Regions from separate parts of the Mus musculus genome. Here region 2 is linked to region 1. A link is a contact called in public HiChIP or PLAC-seq data. All regions are on one chromosome and are shown on one strand. The core of a region is the stretch at or near the end of the contact, and the rest is flanking DNA. Distances in the headings are between cores, read along the strand shown.

Evidence for each region. HiChIP or PLAC-seq counts read pairs in DNA pulled down with a chosen protein or histone mark.
Region 2: an H3K27ac HiChIP or PLAC-seq map of heart atrium shows a contact between it and region 1, with 6 times the contacts expected there. The contact joins two enhancer-like sites. A contact is called at or near these places in 3 of 115 datasets of contacts at active chromatin or transcription factors (cardiomyocytes, embryonic stem cells and heart atrium).

What each region holds. Positions count from the first base shown.
Region 1 is chr13:29,187,529-29,194,267 of GRCm38.p6, forward strand. It overlaps a transcript of Cdkal1 not described here. Among named protein-coding and RNA genes, the nearest start is that of A330102I10Rik, 170 kb to the left of the region's middle. Within about 2 kb of position 3,268, at least 11 of the 459 cell types and tissues checked have an H3K27ac peak or open chromatin away from gene starts, as enhancers often do. A contact at or near this core is called in heart atrium, where this site is marked.
Region 2 is chr13:29,546,676-29,553,414 of GRCm38.p6, forward strand. It overlaps Cdkal1 (CDK5 regulatory subunit associated protein 1-like 1), which reads right to left. Exons shown (of 16, transcript NM_144536.3): 10 at 5,554-5,720. Among named protein-coding and RNA genes, the nearest start is that of Cdkal1, 310 kb to the right of the region's middle. Within about 2 kb of position 3,691, at least 39 of the 459 cell types and tissues checked have an H3K27ac peak or open chromatin away from gene starts, as enhancers often do. A contact at or near this core is called in heart atrium, where this site is marked.

The sequences.
Region 1 (6,739 bases), core at 2,018-4,517:
CTAATAGGTTGCATTTATAATAGTTGGACCTTGCTTGCTAATCCAAGTGAACTGAAAACCCCCATAGCTCTCAAGAGACAAATTAAAAACCTTTTCTGAGCAGCCGAAGAATCAGAGCAAGCAGGTTATTTAGGGATGTATATTGCAAACTGTCCTAAACTACTGCACACTGACAGCGAGCCTCTGAAGGCAAGGAGCTCTGGTGTGAAGTTATACGCTTAACAACCATCTTCCACACCTTTTCCCTGTGTGTTATTTTATTTTACTTTTAGGGGTGGTGTGTGTGTGTGTGTGTGTGTGTGTGTGTGTGCCCTTGCATGCTTGTGGTCACAGGATCACTTGTCAGAGTCTGCCATGTTGGCCTCTGGGAAAAAATTCAGATCCTTGGGTGCTTCTACTCAATGAGCCATCTTACTGTTCGGCCTTTACTTGTTTCTGTGAATTGTTTATTTCAAAAGGAGGCCTGGGGATGTGGCATGGATATAGATCATAAAGTCCTTCTACTGGGTATGTGTCAAACCACCACTTTCCCTCCCCCAACACAATTAAAAATGGGTTGCAGAATGGAGAACTACACACTATGTGTCTTAGTTAGGGGTTACTACTTCTGTGAAGAAACACCATGACCCAAGCAACTTGGGGTGGAAAGGGTTCATTCAGCTTATGCTTCCACATCACAGATGATCATCAAAGGATGTCAGGATAGGAACTCAACCAGGCAGGAACCTGGACACAGGAGCTGATGCAGAGGCCAAGTATGGGGATTGCATACTGGCCTGCTCAACGAGGCTTGCTCAGCCTGCTTTTTTATAGAACCCAGTACTACCATCCCAAGGATGATACCACCCATAATAGGCAGGACCATCCCTCATGAATTACTAATTAAGAAAAAGCCCTACAGGCTTGCCTAGAGCCTACATCTTACAGAGGCATTTTCTCAATTGAGGTTCCCTCCTCTCTGATGACTCTAGCTTGTGTCAACTTGACATAAAACTAGCCAGTCCAGCAGGCTAACAGGCCTTTCAGGGAGTAGGTGCCCCATTGTAGAGATTGCATATAGTGTTTGCATGCCCCACAGGCTGTCCTGGATCAACACACAAGATCCTTGGGCTAAGCAAAGCTGCGTGCCACCCTTTACCCTCACATCCCTAGAATTGACCAGCAAGCATAGCATCACACATGAGAAGGGAAGCCAAGACGAAGGAAGATGCTGAGTCTAGTGCACAGACTGGTCCAGCCAGCATGCTGATCTTCTATGTTGATCTCCAGATTACCATAGGACGTGCTGTCTGTTGAGGCCATGCCAGTGGGTTCCAGCACACAACCAAGAATTTGAAACCACAAAATACCCTTTGGTCAGAATTAAATTGATAGGGAATAAGCTGCGCAGCCCAGGAATATGAAAGACACTTGATATTTCTGCCAGCTCTCTTCATGATGACATCGCCAGCCTCCAGTGTCCTCTGTTGTTGGGCTGAGCCTTTGAGTATCTGGCTCCTTATCTGTAAAACAGAGAGTGCTAATACCTCCCCCAGGGAGAAGGTGTGATTAATTGAGTGGTTAATGAGAAAGAGCCTCCAGCATGCTGCTGTGTGCATTAACAGGCTACTCAAAGAGTTGATATTATTATTAATTGTGACTGGCCAATATTAGGGTAAAGTTACAGCCAATTTCACATAGCAAGGAGCTCTATAAGACTGTGGAAGTATGCTTTATTTCCTCAGAGTTTTCTCCTTTCTTATCCCCAACTCTATCATTCATTTATAATCCATTTTGGTGGGTCAACATATCAACCCATCCATTCCTGATCTCTTTACTAAACATTAGATTTGAATACAAAGAAATTCTGGGCAAGATATGGAGTCAAGGGGGGGGCACTGTTGAGATGTTGTGTAATTACACACAAATGCACACACACACACACAGAGAGAGAGAGAGACAGAGAGAACACTAAAAATAATAGTTCATTGACCATACAGGAGTGGGAAACTATCTATATTTGACGACCTCCAACTGTCATTTATTTCTGGTAGACAATCATGCCTCCTACTGTTTTAACCCAGTTTTAAAAAATTATTTTACACACTTCAGTGGCAGCTTGCCTGTCACAAGCCACTTTTATTGCCATGATATATTTCATGATAGATTTGTGGCTGCTGGGGACATCTTTAGGGGATAACATGGTTTAATGGTTAAGTCTCAGTGAGTAAATATGTAAGCACCAACATGTCACATGATACTCACACAGTGTCTGTGGACATTCAGTTCATGTGTGGGTACATATGCACACATATATGTATAGAGGTCAGGAGTCAACCTTGGTGTTTTTCCTCAGGTGACATTCTCTTGTTTTTAAAGACAGAATCTCTCACTGGTTTGTAACTTGGCCAGTAGGTTAGGGTGGCTGGCCAGTAAGCTCCAAGGAGCTGCTACTCGCCTCTGCCTCTCCAGTGCTGACACTATTAACACGCATCACCACGCTTGGCTTCTTACATAGGTTCTGGTGTAGGTGCTCACGGTCCCATGGCAAGCACTTGACCTTCTGAGTGTCTTCCTAGACCTGAGCAGAGACTTGTCAGCTCCTAAAGAATTCAGGCCAAATTCCAACATTTTCTTTGTTCCTTCACAGTGTGGAGTTCCCTCAGAAGCCTTGATGATATACTCTGAAAAGTGGGGCACATTATTAGTTACTTTTCTCAAGTTCAGAGGAAAGGCTTTGGAATATCAGGAAAGTTCATGACAGCGGGCTTGCAGGGACACGCAGAAGCATGGGATGGGTCTGATAAGGAGAACACAGACCTATTGCGTGGAGGACAGTATAATACATGTCTGTGAAACTTTGGAAAGTCTTGAGATCCATGCAGAAGACCAGGCCATTGGCCTCTACATTGTTATGGGATGTCTGTGGCCCTGCAGGATTAAATGGGCATAGTGTTAATTAGCTAGTCTGATCCCAAGTCATGATCTTTACTCTCTTGTTTCTATGAGTTTCTAGAATTTTTAGGGCCAAGAGGTAAGTTTTCACTTGCAAGAACAGTTCTTAGGAGAGAAAGGACATTGAAATGTCACTGTGACTGAAGCACGTCAGCCTTTGCTGTTATAAACATAATCACAGCCCTCACACCCAAGCCAAGTGGGGGAGAAGCCTAGAAAAGCATGAGGTGTCTTAAGTGCTCACTTAGAGATGCACTCTACAAATAGCTCGGCAAGCATTCCTCAGTGGAGAGCTATATGGACACCAGATGCTGTTAGCAGCTCGTGACCTGGGAACCAGGAATAGGCACCGTAGCAATACACATTAATCCAGCTACAGCCTTCAGGCCCCCTCGTAGTCTCAGTGAGAGCATTCTTCTCTCCGGGGTGGATGCCTTCTGGTTCTTGCTGTTTGTATTCTTAGGCTGTGAGCATGAAGCAAGCGGGTTGAGTTTATGCTACTAAGCTCTAGAAAATTAGTAAAATGAATGTTGGGATGCAGATTCTCTGGGTATTTTAACTATCATGATCCCTTAGTAGAACACCTAAGGGTGAAATGTTTGGAAATGTCACTGTGATTTTCCATATTTGTTCATCTTTCAACAATTGATCTGGTATATGACTATTTGTTTCTAGTCCCTAGCGTGTTCTCTCTCTCTCTCTCTGTCTCTCTGTCTCTCTCTCTGTCTGTCTCTCTCTATCTCTGTCTCTCTGTCTCTCTGTCTCTCTCTCTCTCTCTCTTTCTCGGGTGGGAGTCAAAGGATAACTCTTGGAGGTCCTGGGAATTGAACTCAGGTCATTAGGCTTGGTGGCAATCACCTCTTCCCGTTGAGCTACCTCACCTGTTTCCTAACGTTTTCAAGAACCTCACACAGACACCACCCTTTCAGCGGTAACTCACAAATGGTGGGTTTACATTAAACTGCCACAAAGCTTCTTCTAAACGCCTGGAGTTGCATGTTCTTTGACTTCTCCTTTTAATTATGGTGGACTGGGAACTTTTCCAGATTTTGTGACATGTACCCAGGCATGTTAATCGTCCAAGTTACCATCGGGAGAAGGTTTGTTGCAAGTTATCATCAGGAGAAGGTTTGTGCAGCACCTTCACCGTTTTGCTGGTGCTCTCCTGGGTGAGCAGGATGGAGTTATCCCCAGCCAAGGATCAGGCCAGGGCTTTATCCATGTGTACCACATGACAGAGTCATCGCTGTCACTCCGCTTCCCATAGATACAACACGTCCTTGACTATATATTATCCTTTATTACAAGTCAGGGGTCAGCACATTTTTGTTTTTCTTTCTGTTTTCCAGTGAACAGCCAAACAGCAAACACTTTGGGGGGTCTCTACAAACCACACAGGAAAAAGCACATTTTGTTCCTTGCCAGTTGCAACTGCCTTTGCCTTTCACTTTCCTGGGAGGAATTGTTCATCTGCTTCAATTGTTCAGCTCTGCCACTGCAGCCCATCCTTAGGCATAGATGATGTGTAAATAAACGAGCATGGCTGTGTTCTAATAAAACTTTATTTATAAAACAAAGCCATGGACCAGCTTTACTGAAAAGGCTGTAGTAAGCTGGCTCTTTGTATCTATGGCATATACATATATAAATTAATATTTTAATAGCCCATTACTTTGCTTATTATTACTAATTATTATAGTGTGTATGATGTGTGATTGGAGAATAGACACACATGTGTGGATGGCAGAGGACAGCTCTAAAGAGTCAGTGTCCTTTAGGTCCCAGGGGTCAAGCTCAAGTCATCAGGATTGTGTGGCAAGAGTTTATGTGCTGTGCCCTCTCACTGGCCCCTGTCATTATCTTAGAGCTGTTGGCATTGGCATTTATTTCTCACTGCATGACAGACAGATCGGACCAGTGTAGTGTAGAGTCATTCTATATGTAGATAATGGAGACTCATTGATATCTTCCTGATAGGATCAATCAGAAAGTGAGTGGAGACACAGACACAGCCTCTTAGATCCAATGTTTGCTGTTGTGTCAGTGTTTTCCAGAACACGTCTCTCTCCGTGTAGCTGGCAAGAAAAAAGACATTCTGGAGTCACATGTGTTTGAGAAACTCCACATGACCCGAGCTTAAGAAGGCCTTCTGTGTTTGTTATGAATCCCCAAGTAGGGATTAAAGTCTGATAAGTTTTCCAAACATTTTGGATGCCAGATCATTTTAAGGTTCTCATCAAAGAAGCTCTTAGAACCCATGCTTCTCACATTGGCTTCTGGAAAAACCTTCACTGAGCAAAACCACAAACTACAGAGAGGTCATTCAGGGAAGAAATACCAACCTGAAGCCCTGGATTAGACAGAGCACAGGTTCTGATCAGGCCTTGACCCAGTGAAGTGACAACTGACAGGACCTGTCACATCCTAGGCCCGAGTTCAGTCAAAGTCTCCGCACATAACTGCCTCTGCTGTTTTTCCTTCTAAGAGGAATTGCTAATCTGATTGGTGACCGTCCAAATGGAAGGTTGGCCTTTTTCTCTAATAACTTCTTCAGTGGAGGACATAGGCTCTGGCTGAGATGCAACACACAGTTTGGTTGAAGTTCATATTTCATGAAGAAACACTTCTTTTTATGATGTCAAGTGCAGGCTGTTTTATTTGAGTCAATCAAAGAACTTCTATCCCTGGAGAAACATTTTGGTAATGTTTTGAAGGCATTATGACTGGGAACCCAGAGATACCTGTGCCATAACTATGAACATTTCACCTCCCTACAGGATTTCGCAGTGAGGATGACCAGGAAATAGTACCATCATGCTCTTACCAATTAAAATCCACATTACTGGTGACACAAGTGTTATCAAACTCGAACAATGGCTTCTTTGACAAAACCAGATAGGAGTCCGCACACAGTTGAGGCCCACAGACTAAGTGAGGCCTTCACTTCACCCTTATCACCAAACCCATGGGTACAGCCCACAAACTCACGTCATGTGAGGATCTAGAGCCTAATACCATGGCTGACCCCCAAGGGATTCTGATTCAACTACTGAAGAAGTGTTGAACTTCTGTAGTTCCGTATCGTAAGTATAAAGACCTTCCTCCAGACCCACCACTGAGACCTGTGTAATGGTTCTGGACCAGGACAGAGGTGTGTTAATGGGGGTCGTGATGGAGAACTGTTTGGGTAGGAAGGAAGATTGCAAGTGAAGAGGAAAGGTGTCCCATCAGGCAGCTGGGGTAAATGGAGAAGTCAGTTGTGTAAGTTTCCATTGTGTTGCTATGACAAAGTGCCTGACAAAAGTGACATGAGTAAGGAAGGTTTACTCTGTCTCAACAGTGTAAGGTCACACTCAGTCACGGAGGAGAAGGCATGGTGGCAGGATCTTGTGGTAGCCGGTGGCACTGTGTCCACAATCAAGAAACAGAGAGAGAGAGATGGATGTTGCTGGTTCTCATTTCTCCCTTTTGTTTGGTCAGAGGCCCCATGGATAGTGCCATTCACACTCAGGGTGGGGCGTCCCTACTGTGTTAAAGTTTCCTGGAAAAAACTCTCACTGACACATCCAGAGGTGTGTTTCCATGGTGATACTAAATCCAGCTGAGTTGACAATGAAGAGTCACTAGCATGTCATAGGGGCCACTCACTTTCACTGGGAACTTGTGTTTCACAGAGGAAAATCGCAACCACACTCAGCTCTACCCCCTTATGATGCTGGAGATGGTGGAAACACGCATGATGACGGAGCTACTGAAACAGCATCCCAGACTGTGTTCTAACGTGTTCCCGCCTTGAACCCCGCTG
Region 2 (6,739 bases), core at 2,441-4,940, 360 kb after region 1:
AATTGTTTCCACTCTTAGGAGTTTCATCCACAAATTAGTTCATTTTCCTCTGAAAACATATCCAGAAGATAAATATGAAATAACATTTTATAAAACAAAAGGGCATTCATGGAGGAAATGAATAACAAAGACAATTAGACAACAGAGTAATCTACCCTGAAATCTATCTAGTCTGGATGTTCATGTGAACATCCTTCAGTCTCATGCTATTTGGAGGTGGATCATCCAGATTTGATGCTCAGGGGGCAATAAATGACTTAAAGCTTCTTGGTGAGTTGAAAACTGCGTGGGCACCTTGAGTTAGTGTGGCATTAGAGGCAGGACCAGGATATAAGTAGGCACTGTATGAACAATGAGGATGAGATAGAAGAACAGTAAAGATGCCTTGTGCTTCAGTGGAAGGCTTGACTGAGGCTGCAGAACAGGCCAGTACAGATCCTAGTAGGAATGGAAAGAGCAGAAATCTGGATGAAGCTTTGCTTATGCCTTGCTGAAGGGGAACAGCATTTTAGTCTGATCTTCTATCAGAAGAAGTCAAACCATCAGTAAGTCAGGATGGTCCTCTCTCATACCCATCTCTTCCCTTCCTGGAAGTGCTGAGAATCAGGTTTCTAATAAAAGATGATAAACTTCCCCTTTTATTTTAGTTAGTATATAAAGTTCTGGGTTTCATTATAGCATTTTCTTTTTATAAATTAATTTATTGCTAATTATTTGTACAAGTACGTTGCCTGCAAGCATGTGCTTCATGTCCAAAGAATCCAGAAGAGGGTATGGTATCCTTTAGAACTGGAGTCACAAATGGTTGTCAGCTACCACATGGGTGCTGTGTGTGAATGCCATTATGACATTTCCATATATGTATGTCCTTATAGGTTATCATACCACCCCATGATTCTTCCTTAAATCTCTTCCTTCCCACTCAAAATAGTCCCTTCTGGTACTGGTACGGGTAAACTCATACACACACATACACACACACACACACACACACACACACACACACACACCTGCACATAAATACATAGGTATGTGTACATGTGTATGTATGTATGAATGTAAGCTTTCCTGATTACTTTTCTTCCTCCCTTCCTCTTCCTCACCATTTTCAGATGGACATAAACTTGCTCCCTATCTTCAAAGACTGTACTGCCCTCCTGATGTTTACATGCAAGTGCTAGAGTAAGATGAATGAGACCTGTGAGCAGCACGAGCAAAAGAGAAGGTTCCAGCAGTCGGGTGGACCTGCACATGTGTGCTGATGACAGAAATAACTCCCTTCCTTTTAGCCTTCCTTTCTTTTTCTTTCTTCTTTCTTTTTCTTTTCTTTTCTTTTTTTTTTTTTTTTTTGCTTAAAACCACCCAACACACAGTTTTATTTGTCAAAACCCAGAAAATATTTAGCATAAAACAGTTCAGAATCTATTTACATATGCTTCTATTGTTCCGGAAAATATCAATCCTGGGCAGGGAGGAGATATAAAAAAAAATCCCATTTGAACTGTTCAGTCTGGAAATTTTGAACTACTTTGATAACATGCGAGTACAACAGGTCCTGAGTCTGCCATTATATTGACATTATGAGGCATTTTAAACAGTCTGCCAAGCCAAACATATTATTAATGTTCATAAATTACCATGTACCCAGAATCCTTGACAGCTATCCATTGTCTTTCATCAGACACATGAGTTCTAGTAAGTGCACAATTAGGTTAAAGGATAAGGTCACTTAGCTAGAAACAAGCCTGCTAATATCACGAGTAGCAGGAGGCTGACTATTGTAGTAACTAAAATATTTCCAAACAAAAGCATAGAGAGCGTTGAAAGTATCCCTGCTTGCATTAACCTTGGGGTGCCATATGTCTTACTGAGCACAAATCTGTAACTGACTTGTAATCTCTATGGAGTGGGGAGGTTATGAGGAGTGTTGAAGAAGGGCTCTCCTTTCTCAAAGGAGAAAGGGAGGGAAGACTAGGGAGAGGTACTAGAAGGAGGGGGAGCTGATATTGAGATGTAAAGTGAATTAAAAAAAACTATTTCAAGATATCAAAAAAAAGAAAGAGAGAGAAAGAAAGAAAGAGAGAAAGAGAGAAAGAAAAGAAAGAAAGAAATCAAGCAAGTCACATAGATGTGAAAAGAACAGAATTCTCCTTAATTAAAGTCTATAGTGTGAAGCATCTTCCTGGATCACAGAAAGCCATGTTGTACAAACAGATCACCTATCTTCCCTTCTGGAGTACTACTGTTCAGAGCTGGTATTTGAACAGTAGGTTCCTGATCCAACTGTTTCAGCCCTCACCCAATTCCCTTTGTTGTTTTGAACTCACAGATATCCACCTGCCTCAGCCTCCCAATTAAAGGTGTCCCACCACTGCCTGGCCTCCTCCTGTTTTTCACTTGTACCATGTTGCCCTTGTTAGCACCTTGCCCCTTCTTTTCATTTTTTCTTGGTGTCTTCCAAGCATCCTAGGTAAGTCCAGTACACTTTCTGTTGAGTGAAATTGGCCCAGCGAGAGGATGGTGAAGAAGGTCTGGGTGACGGACTGACTATCTTGACTTAGTCTCCTTTCTGAAGCTCCTTTGGACCCTCAAACCCAGGGTAACTTTTGTGTCACACAGGGTATATTTGTCAACCACAACACTGATCTGCAACAAGGAGGATGGATGTACCAGCAAGGTGTGAATATACTGTCAAGATGCTAAGAGTTTAATAGCTCTTACTTCCAAAGGTCTGGGATGTTTCCATTGTATGCCTGCCTTTGATCCTTGTGTCAGGTTAGATGGCCTATTCTCAGGAAGGTCTCCATTTATCTCATGCTACTCTTCGTAACATGAAACCATGACTTTCTACAGGCATGCTCTTATCCTAGAAACTCATTTACATCGCCATCCTTTGCTGTCCCTATTGCTCACAGTGTCATGACTTCGAAGTGTGTGATTTTATGTGGGCTCTACAGTTTTTTTGTTTGTTTGCTTGTTTGTTTTTTAATGAAGACAACTCTTTTCTTTATTCAATCTTTCATACTCATCTACTGAGCACTCTTGATTAAAACAATGTCAGTGAATGAGGAAAGGCCAAGACAGCTTTAAAGCAAATAAGAGAGTACTAAATCATGACAATTATAATTTCTTATCACGTTGAGGTGGGGATGGAGCAGAGCTGAGGGCACATACCCAGCATTCCTGGGACCTTGCCAGCACCACAAAATTTAAAAACAAAAAAAAGAGCCAGGCCTGTTTTACATGTCTAGAATTCAGGAACTGACCATGTGGTGTTTTCCAGACACAGAAGTTACCCTGAACAACACTGTGAGTCCTGCAAGGTCTTCCAGAACACCTCTGGGAGGCCAACAAGCCAATCACTGCTTTATATGGTCTGCTCTGGCACGTGCTATGAAGACAGCATCTGTGGCTACAATCCTGCCACCAATTAAAATGCTGGGTCCATTCCAAGAGGGACTTGCCTGACACCTTTGAGCAATCTTCTTCTTTTTCCCTTGTGATTTCTTCCTACCTGAATTTTGTCAAAACTGCTTTAGAATCTGGATCAACTTTCTTTCCAATCTAAAGGAATTTGCATATTACCATCAACTGTGTATCAGTAAAGCCCAACCCCCTTCCTACCAAAGACACATCCAGCACATTGTCGGGCCTCCGCCATGCCTGCCTCACACTTCCTGCAAACACAGCGAGACTGCCATAGTTCCGCTTTAACTGAGAGCACTTGCTTTTCTCAAGTGTTAAGTCAAAGTGTTAAGTACAAGTTGACATGCTTGTGACTCATTTTAAAATAGCAAATTATAATCAGCCAACACTGTATGAAGCATGAAAGTCATTCTCTAAATCACATGTCTACACGAACACTGAGCTGGAAAAATGTGGAGAACAAACCCGAAACATATCTCCTTCATATATTACATTACCAGTTTGTCATCAACCCTTGGAAGGATTTCTAAAATATGCTACTGATATTAAGGTTGCTATGTAACAAAACTCTCAACAAGCTCACTGAAATAATTTTTAAAATATATATAGTATGAGTGTCTGCTGTGAGTGTAGGGGAGTGTCAGAGGGCAGAAAAGGGAACCATGGAATGCACTGGAACTGTAATGATGGGCAGCTGTGAGCCACGCAGTGCGGGCAGTATAAACCAACTCTGGAGGAGCAGTAAGTGCTCTTAATCTTCGAGCCATCTCCCCAGATCCCCACGACCTCCTCCAAGCAACATAGCTAATGGTTAAATAACTATTGCCATTTGGGCAGTAAAATTTAGCAACTATGGTTGCTTTTAGCTTTTTGAAACATAACTTTTCTATACAAACGTAGTACAAAGAACACCCTTAATGAAAAACAAAACTTGTTTTTTTTAACAGTCCATGTGACTAACTTGGGCTTGGGTCCCAGACTCTGGATCTACAGTAATGTTTCTCAAATAAGAATTGTGGATCCTAGAATGTTCTTTTTCTTTGGAACAACTGCTCCTTTGTCCACATTCTTTGCTTGGCTTTATGTGGTATCTGCCATCAGATACCACAGAGCCTTGGACATGTGCCTAATTTTTTCTAGTTTGACATTTGGATACCTAATCTAAAGGTCAAATTCTGATGTATAGAAGTCCCTAAACTATGTTTCCTCCTTTGCTTACAGACAAATCCTGATGTTTCAATTCCTCCATTCCTTTGATTCTACTTGATCCCTACTCTCCAGAAGAAAAACAAAAAGGTAAAACTGTGAAGTTACCTCCAACTTAAGACACAGCATTTTTACAAACAGTTAAAATACAACATGAATACTGACTCTTGCTTGCAAAATTAGTCCAATATATTTGCAATTCTCAACTAGGCAAAGTCTCAAACTACGGGAACCAAAAAAATTAACTGTAGAGAAACTAACTAAAAGACAAAAAAAAAAAAAAAAAAAAAAGCAGCAAAGACCCATGGACAGATGCCAGGGGGCCTAAATAACATAAGGAGCATTAAATACTGATGACTATAAGGAGGAGTGGAGAGATGGCTCAGTAGCTAAAGCATTTGCTACTATTGCAGAGGATCCAAGCCTGCTTTCCAGCAACTGCATGGAGTAGCTCACGATTGCCTGTAACTCTAGTTCCAGGAAGACAGCCCCCTTTTCTGCCCTCCTTGGGAACCCTTTTACAAGTGGTGTACACTAATGCAGACATATATAAAAACATTAAAGTGAAAATAAACTGCAAAGTGTGGTAGTTCAAACCTTTAATCCCAGCACTCAGGAGCAGAGGGAAGGCAGATCTCTGAGTTAGAGACCAACACGTTCCAGGCCAGTCAGGTACACATTCGCACAAACACGCACGCACACGTGCACACACACATTAATCAAATATTGAGGAAGTACACAAACGTCAATGGGATAAAATGATAGAGAGAGGAGCTTTGCAAGTCTCATTCTCTCTCGGGACTGTGAGACCACAGACACACGTGACAATGGTTCAAAATGAAGCTTGTATGATGATCCTGAGGCTATCACATGGTCTGTGCTGGGGACATGTGTTAGCGTGTCAATGTGACTTTCCCTTACCTCCAGATGTTCTAAAATATATGGTGGATTTGTCATGCCCAGCCTCAGCATGGCTCCCTCAGGAATCACTTCCACCAACTTCCACAGGAGTGTGGGGAGATCTGTGCCAATGTCTCTGCCATAGGCCCCGGTGTCCTCGCTGGTCAGCCATATCTCACAAACACCCTCTGTGGATTAAAGAGGATAATTAACAATCCTTCACCACACAGCTGCTCATCCTTCTAATGCAGGATTTCTTAGCACTACTATGCAAGCAGGGTGGGCACTCAAATGCAGAGAGAAAGCAGCTTATCCCTCTGTGGCAGTGGGTTATTAAGTTCATTTTATGAACACCAGAGAGTTTCAACCATGTCATAAATCACCAGTGTGCCCTATGAAGTCATTAACATTCACAGCCAATCAGTTCAAGCATGCTTCTCCAAAGCACTCTGATCAAAGCTCGAGCTTTAGACCCACTCAGAGAACACTCACTGAACGCCGTAAGCCTGGGAATGGAGACAGTTCCTCCACAGACTAGGAACTCATTAGTCAGTCTGTTACCAACCCCCCCCCCCAATGTCAAACACAGTTAAGGATTAACTCACAAATTATTAATTATAAGAAACCCATTTTTGTCCATAGTAACTACTTTAATCTGTTTTCCTTTATTGAATTAAAATAATGCTCACTTTGTTTTCATATTTAAAAAAAAAAAGATGGCTGTGCACAAACTAAGCCTTGGAAACCCTTCTACACTAACTGGTTCAGACCTTAGGAAGGTTTGTTTGTTTGTTTGTTTGTTTGTTTGTTTATGTTGCCATAAGGAATCCTATCTTCAAATGCTGTGGCTTGAGCTTGGATAGGCAGCACATACCAGGAAGCTGAGGCAGGAGGACTGTCCCAAGTATAAGGCCAATCTAGGTTTCCAAGTTCCGGGTTAGTCTGGACTACAGAGCAAGCCCTTTTTCTCAGAAAGGACAACTAAGCAGGTAGTTATAGCTCCCAATAGGAGCCCTCCGAAAACCACAAGAGAATACTTTTGGATCACCTAGTGCTATTAAAAATGATTGAAACAGAATGAGCAATAGCCACCAATGTTTCCTGACAGACACACAGACCAGTCCTGAACACATATTCAGTGAGAGGATTAGCTGATATCAAAAGGCCAAACGATTCAAAAGGCTAAAGTAAACCAAGTGAGTGTGAA